Linked DNA regions of Canis lupus: region 1 is linked to region 2. Evidence: chromatin contacts called from public Hi-C data. All regions are on one chromosome and are shown on one strand. The core of a region is the stretch at or near the end of the contact, and the rest is flanking DNA. Distances in the headings are between cores, read along the strand shown.

Evidence for each region. A called contact is a pair of places that touch in the nucleus more often than the background predicts.
Region 1: a contact with region 2 is called in a Hi-C map of blood, with 1.8 times the contacts expected there. The contact joins the enhancer-like site here to the promoter of SEPTIN6 in region 2. A contact is called at or near these places in 2 of 9 Hi-C or Micro-C datasets (both in blood).

Annotation. Positions count from the first base shown.
Region 1 is chrX:92,425,867-92,429,768 of UU_Cfam_GSD_1.0, reverse strand. No RefSeq gene overlaps it. Among named protein-coding and RNA genes, the nearest start is that of SOWAHD, 29 kb to the left of the region's middle. Within about 2 kb of position 1,613, at least 1 of the 20 cell types and tissues checked has an H3K27ac peak or open chromatin away from gene starts, as enhancers often do. A contact at or near this core is called in blood, where this site is marked.
Region 2 is chrX:92,392,684-92,396,202 of UU_Cfam_GSD_1.0, reverse strand. SEPTIN6 (septin-6) reads left to right here and starts at 2,076. Exons shown (of 10, transcript XM_038588184.1): 1 at 2,076-2,391. The coding sequence starts at 2,362.

The sequences.
Region 1 (3,902 bases), core at 364-2,863, 34 kb before region 2:
TGGAGGAAATATTAACCAGAGAGAAGGGAACACCTTGCTTGGGCTCATGATATTTACAAAAACATCTTGTTTGTTATTATGATAGTTACTAGTCCACCCGTGTTTCTGCTAAAATCCACCCTGATATTTTTTTTAATTTATTTTTTATTGGTGTTCAATTTACTAACATACAGAATAACCCCCAGTGCCCGTCACCCATTCACTCCCACCCCCCGCCCTCCTCCCCTTCCACCACCCCTAGTTCGTTTCCCAGAGTTAGGAGTCTGTACGTTCTGTCTCCCTTTCTGATATTTCCCACACATTTCTTCTCCCTTCCCTTATATTCCCTTTCACTATTATTTATATTCCCCAAATGAATGAGACCATATAATGTTTGTCCTTCTCCGACTGACTTACTTCACTCAGCATAATACCCTCCAGTTCCATCCACATTGAAGCAAATGGTGGGTATTTGTCGTTTCTAATGGCTGAGTAATATTCCATTGTATACATAGACCACATCTTCTTTATCCATTCATCTTTCGATGGACACCGAGGCTCCTTCCACAGTTTGGCTACCGTGGCCATTGCTGCTATAAACATCGGGGTGCAGGTGTCCCGGCGTTTCACTGCATCTGTATCTTTGGGGTAGCCACCCTGATATTGACAAGAAATTTACCAAGTCAGTTGGTCAGTTTCCTATAAAAGACCATAAAATCCCTCAGTGGCACCCCTGTTGGGACCCGTGGGACTTCTGGGAGCTTTCTCTGTATCTGTGCTTAATATACTTCTATGGCTTTGCTCACTCTCTGTTGTCAGCAGGATTCGTCCTTGGACTCGGTGAGACAAGAACCTAGCTGTCCCGTATCCATATGATCTCACTCATGTGTGGAATTTAAGAAACAAAACAGGATCACGGGGGAAGGGAGGGAAAAATGAAACAAGACGAAATCAGAGAGGGAGACAAACCATGAGAGACTCTTAACCATAGGGAATAAACTGAGGGCTGCTGCAGGAGGGGGTGGGGGTTGGGGTAACTGGGTGATGGGCACTAAGGAGGGCACGTGATGTAATGAGCACTGGGTGTGACGTGCAACTGATGAGTCCCTGACCTATGAAACGAATAATACATGATATGTTAATTATTTGAATTTAAATAAATACAAATAAATGCTTATATTTTGTAAAGTAAAAAAATAAAAGCGTCTCTGTGTGTTTGTGTGTGAACAGATAAAATTTCCCATTGATTCTTCTCTGAAATCTGTCGACCTTAAAAGTAAAACAGCCAGTTGCTACATCAGCAAAATGAATTATTCTGAAAGGGGGAAACTGCAATTCAGGGCATGAAAGGGACGCAAAGCTGGCAAGTGGGGAGCTCAAAGGAGAGGAGGGGTGCCTGGCCAGCTCAGTCAATGGCCATTGTGCCTCTTAATCTCGGGGTTGTGAGTTCAAGCCCCACCGTGGGGGTAGAAATTACTTAAAATCTTTAAAAAGGCAAAGGGGATAGGAATGTTACTTTATAGAGAAAAAGAGGAAGTTGGAAGGCGCTACTTTGAACTAAAGCTTATTGGAGGAAACCGAAAGTTTAGGGGTGGCAGTTTCTCATTGGCTGAGTTGTGCTACTTTCTTATTGGCTGAGCTTGTTGCTGGGCGAGGAGGTCAGGTACCTCTCATCCTGCCGGGTTTGCCATTGATGAGGAGTAGTGGGGCACTATAGCTCCCCCTTCTGGCCTCCAGGCTCTATCTATCTATCTATCTATCTATCTATCTATCTATCTATCTATTATTTTAAAGAAATTTTTAAAAAGATTTTATTTATTTATTCATGAGAGACACACAGAGAGAGGCAGAGACATAGGCAGAGAGAGAAGCAGGTTCCCCGCAGGGAGCCCGATGTGGGACTTGATCCCAGAACCCCAGGATCACCACCTGAGCCAAAGGGAGACACTCAGCCACTGAACCACCCAGGTGCCCCCTACCCAAACTTTCTAGAAACAGACACTAACCTCTCAACCACAATGACTTTAGTTTCCAAACTCCAGAATTAGGACCCACTATCTGACAAGTTTGATCATGTGTTTTGGAGACAACAAGACTGAATTTTAAAAATCTATCTGTTAAAAAAAAAAGAAATAGCAGGCTGAAAATGGAGTCATTCGTGCTAAGCCCCACATTGGCAAACTAAGACTTAATACCTAACCTACCTGCAGTTTCAGCCTCTCCCAGGAATGTAAACTCAACCAGTCAATCTGGTTGAGTAGCACTGGTCAGCTAGGGAGGTAATCTACCTGACAAACCTTGCCTGTCCCCAATAAGACAATGACCTTGCCTAAAACAATCCACTCTTGTGAATGCCTGGGTGGTTCAGCTGATTGAGCATCCAACTCTTGATTTCAGCTCCAGTCATGATCTCATGGGTCATGAGATGGAACCCCATATCAGGCTCCCTGCTCAGTGGGGAGTCTGCTTCTCTCCCTCTTCCTCTGCCCCCCCCCCCCATGCATGCCTGCGTTCTCTCTTTCTCTCTCTCACAAATATTTTTTAAAATCCACTATTTGTTAGAAATTTCCTTTTCCTGCCCCCTCTCTGTCCATAAAAGCCCTTTATTTTGTGTAGCTCTTCAGAGCTCCTTTCTATTTGCTGGGTGGGATGCTGCTCAATCCATGAATTGTCGAATAAAGCCAATTAGATCTTCAAATATGCTCAACTGAAAAATTTTAAAACTTATCATAGGTGGGACCTATGGCTGCTCAGGGTTCTGTTAGGGTGAATGCACCTTAGAGTCAGGGCTTTTGGATCTAGTGCGTATTTACTAGAGAATATTTAGAAAGTGTAGAGAAAACCCATCCACAGTCTTGTATCCTTGGTGCTAAACACTTAATATCTGGACATAACCTCCCCTGGTATGTGTGTAGGCATCAACATGCACATGTGTGTATACAGAACAATAGATGCCTCTACGTGCATATATAAAATACACCAGGGCAGCCCCGGTGGCGCAGCGGTTTAGCGCCGCCTGCAGCCCGGGGTGTGATCCTGGAGACCCAGGATCGAGTCCCACATCTGGCTCCTTGCATGGAACCTGCTTCTCCCTCTGCCTGTGTCTCTGTGCCTCTCTCTCTCTGTGTCTCTTATGAATAAATAAATAAAATCTATAAAAAAAATTAATTCCTTAAAAAATACACCAGTAAAGTCACACTGAACCTTCCATTCTATTCCAGTAGCATCCTCACATTGTAGCAGGTGCCTGCCGACCATCTTAATTCCATGGGTAGCGGACTAACCATTTCAAGGAAGTTCTCCGGAAGACAGTCTGGTATCTACACCTGACCTTAGGAGGTCTGGCTTTGCCCAGGCGCCTCACTGCGGCCCCCATCCACAAGTGGTATCTCTAGGAGTGCCAAGGTACCCAGTGGGCCAGGGCCAGCTGTGCGTGAACAGAAGCAACAGTGGGCAGAACCAGGAGCCGGCAGCCCTCCCACAGCTCCCCTGGATCCTTCTTGTGAGGTCCAGGAACAGATGCAGGGCCAGTACCCGCTTTCCTGGGAGCTGAGGCGGGACACAAACTGGGAGCCCTGCTTGGAGAAATCCAGCAGTGGGGAGGCTCTGTAGCCTGAATTGGTTGTCAGAACATTCCCCTCCACCAAGGTCAGCTGCTGTGTTGCTTTTTTCCCTTGGGGGAAAATATACCGGGCGTACCACCCCCGTTGGTGTAAGAGACACCCATGTTTGTCTCCTCTCTATTAGAAGAAGTCAACCCCAATTATCTCTTTTCCTTGCCGCTGCCATAGCAACACCTTTCCTAGGAGGAAATTATTATAATAGAAAAGAGATACTCAGGCATCCATCCCGGGTGGCTCAACGGTTTGGCCCCTGCCTTCGGCCCAGGGTGTGACCCTGGAGTCCTGGGATCGAGTCCCACA
Region 2 (3,519 bases), core at 827-3,326:
GAGAGCAGGTAGGATTCCCAGGAAGCCCAGCTGCACCAGGCCCTCCTCCCCGCTGGGCTCGGCTCACGGAAGCTCTGGGTATCAGCTCTAACCTCTGGCTTCCAGATACGCCCCTCTGGTCCTGCCACCAACAAAGTCCCATGTCCAGATCATTTAGTGACCTCGGGCCCTTCTCCGTCGCCCACCGCACAGCAGCCTTTGCCGGAGAAGACCGGTCTCCCTCCCAGACACCCAGCCAGAACGGCCAGTCACCTCTGACTTCCCGCCCCCATCCGGCCAGGGCCCAGCCTTACCGCGCGGTTCCTCTTACACAGCGCTGGTCCCGCGTGTCGCTGCCACCCCAATCCAGGGCCCGGCGCCGCCCCCTGGCCCTGCCCCAGCACCCTGGCGGGCCTCAGAGACTACAGTCGCCCCTCTTCCTTGCCGTCACCATCTGCCCCGAGGGCCCGCGCTGTCTGCTGAACTCCCCTGTCCTGGTCCCTGATCGTTCTCCTTGGTCTCTAGCGCAATGACGGCACCTTCAATACTTGGCTCCTCGCGACTGTCCCAACTACTACCCCCTCATTGTGTCTCTTTCTTCGGTACCTGCGCGCCTCCTCCCATCCAAATCCCCAGTCCTCCTGCTCAGGAAACGCTTAATTGGGCGCTTCCTGGGTGCCAGACCCCGGACTAGGCACTGGGGATGCATTTTCCGGAGTCCTTCTCCAGGTGCACATCGCACATAGGCAGCTCTCTGAGACAGTGTGAAGCACTATCCCGGCAGGTGGAACCTAGTGCCAGGGAAGCACTTCCTGTGGCCACCCCATTTCCCTGCCTTCCCTCTTTCTCCCCAGGCCTGGGCTTCTGCGACGGGGTGCCTTCTCTCTCTGGTTCCTGTTCTTCTCCTTTCCTCCCTCCTGCCTCCCCCTCCGCCGCTCGCGCCTTTGGGCTGCAGCCGGGCCACCTCGCTGTCCGGGCTTCTGCCCGCGGGCCAGCCTCCCGCTGCGGTCCCGGGTTCCACTGGGGGTTCTGGCGCCTCTCCGAGACCAGGGCACAGCCCTACCGAGGAGTGGAGCGCAGCGTCTGCACGCTAGGGCCTGGGGCAAGGCGGTCGACCAGGGTTCGCTAGTCCCAGGGAGCTGGCACGGGGCCGCTCCCGGGACTGGGGGACTGGGGTAGGGGGCTCAGGGCCGGAGAGGATCCGCGGCGGCCGCTGGCCAGGAGGAAAGGGGAACCAGGCTGACAGCCTCTGCCTTCGGAGGCTCTTACTGCGCACCGCCGGCCGCCTTCTCCCCGGCTGAGCGAAGGTGAAGGGGAAATCCGGGCGGGACAGAGCCACCGGAGGCCGCTCCCCGTCACTCCCACGTCCCGCCCGACAGAGCTGGGGGGCTTCACCCTCAAACTCCTCCTCTGAGACGCCCCGGCGACCTAGGCACTAGAAGGGGGTCGTGGTCAGGGCCCCGCTCACACGCTGCGCTTTTGGGGCTTGGTAGGAAGAGGAGGCGTGGGGACCGTCCGTATTAAGTACCCAACAGTGGTGAGCTCGGCTTCACGAAATTACCGCCCACAGCATCCGAGGCTTGGAAACCCCGGGGCAGAAGGGGACCTCGAGGCCGCGGGCCTCGGACTCCGCACGTCACCGCTCAGTGGCGGGGCCGCAGTGCGGCTCCCCCCAGCTGCCCCCTGGTAAGCTCCACTGTGGAGCGGCAGGTGCCGCAGCCGCCCCCCCACTCCCGCTGCAGCAGCACTCCCGGGCTAGGGGGGGTGGGAGGAGGTGTGGTGGAGCCTCAGGTCTCCGGCCGCTGGCGCTCCCATCGGAGCACCCTGAGATCTCGCTGGAGAGGAAGAGGGGGTACAGGGGGCGGGGAAGAGGGGGAGGAGGATTGCGGAGCTCAGCAGCGGAGCTGTGCGCGGGAGGGGGAGGGGCAGGGGCTCCCTTCCAGCCTCAGGGGTCTGGGGACTCTGGGATGTAAGGCGAGAGCAGGGGGGTGTGACAATTCAGCAGAGGTCGGGACGTACCACGGAGCCCAGTGGCGGGGGGGGGGGGACAGAGGACGTGGTCACCGAGGGGAGCCCCAGCCCCCCTTCGCACAGGCCTACAGCTGAGGTTGCAGGGAGAACTGGAACTGAGCTCGCCGTAGGGGGAAGCGGCGCGTGAAATCCGCCCCCCACCCCGAACCCCACTTCCGAGGGAGTGGGTTGATAGAGGGGAGGTTGGGGTTGGAGCAGCGGCGCGGGGGCCCCTCCCTCGCACCTCCCCCCACCGGACTTGGTCGCGCCCGAAGTGTAACACTTTCTCTTTGTCGGAGGAGCTTCGCTGTTTCTTGTGCTGTACCTCCGGTTGCGGCGGCACCCGTGGCAGCCCTGGCGGACGCAGGAGCGATGGCAGCGACCGACATAGCTCGCCAGGTGGTGAGTGCGGGGCTGGGGGGCCGGCGCGGCGCGGGGGGCCGGGGGCCCGGGAAGGGCGGAGGAGACCTGGCCGCCGCCGCGGCCCCGGCGAGGAGGGCAGTGGGCAGCATCCCGGAGCCACGGCGCGGCGGGACTTCTCCCCCGGGGTCAGCGGCTCACTCCCCCGTCCTGTCCCCGCGATCGGTGGTGGCGGGCGGCCGGGGGACCCGGGCGAGGCTGCGGGCGGGCAGCTGAACTTCCATTGCCCAAGAGCTGCAGTGAGCGCCGCCGCCTCCCTCGCTGCAGCTGCCGCCGCGCCGCTGGGGCGTTGCCGAATGAATGGCCGCAGGAGCCGCCGAGCCCTCGGGGTCCCTGGCCCCCTGGTCTTGCTTTCTCCGGCCGTGGGGCCGCGCCCCTGCGCCCAGCCGCCCCCCACCCGGGCCTCCTGCGGAAGAGGGGCGCGGGGCTGGGGTGAGCCTGGGGCCGGAGGCGGCGAGTGGCGAGGGGGGCGGGGAGGTGACTGGCTGGGGTAGGGTTTCTCCATATGCATTACATATGTGACTGCGTCTGTGTGTGTGTATCACCGTGTTCGTATGAGTGCACGCGCGCGCACTCGTGCCTCCGGGGCGGGTGGCGGCGCCGGGCTTGTCCGTGACCCTGCAGGAGTCCGTCTGTTTCCCCGTGTGCGCTCCGTGTGCGCTCACCTCCGTGACGTGTGTCCGTGTGTCCCGACTGCTCTCTGCTGGGCTGGGTGCCTCTGGGTCCCGAGTGTGCGCGCGTGTGGCGGAGTGTGTGTGTGTGTGTGTGTGCGCGCGCGCGTGCAGCTCGTTGGCCTGTAGGTGGCTGGCTGCGTAGTTTGGCATGTTTCTGGAAGCCTTGACCCGGGTTTTGCGGGCCTCTGGGGGTCTGTCTCGGGTGCGTGTCCAGTGTAACAGGGCTTGTTCGCCAAAGCCGGGGCGCTGGCTTCTTTCTGTGGGGACTCAGGAACATATAAGTGTGAGGCTTGCTGAAGCGGTGCCGTCTCTCTTTTTGTTGGCAGCAGACTCTGGAAAAAAAAAATCTTTTAAAGAACTGAAGTTTTCCAGCCTAGAATGTTCAGAGAAATCATACTGAAGTGACTTGAGGCTCCTTATTTATTTATTTATTTAT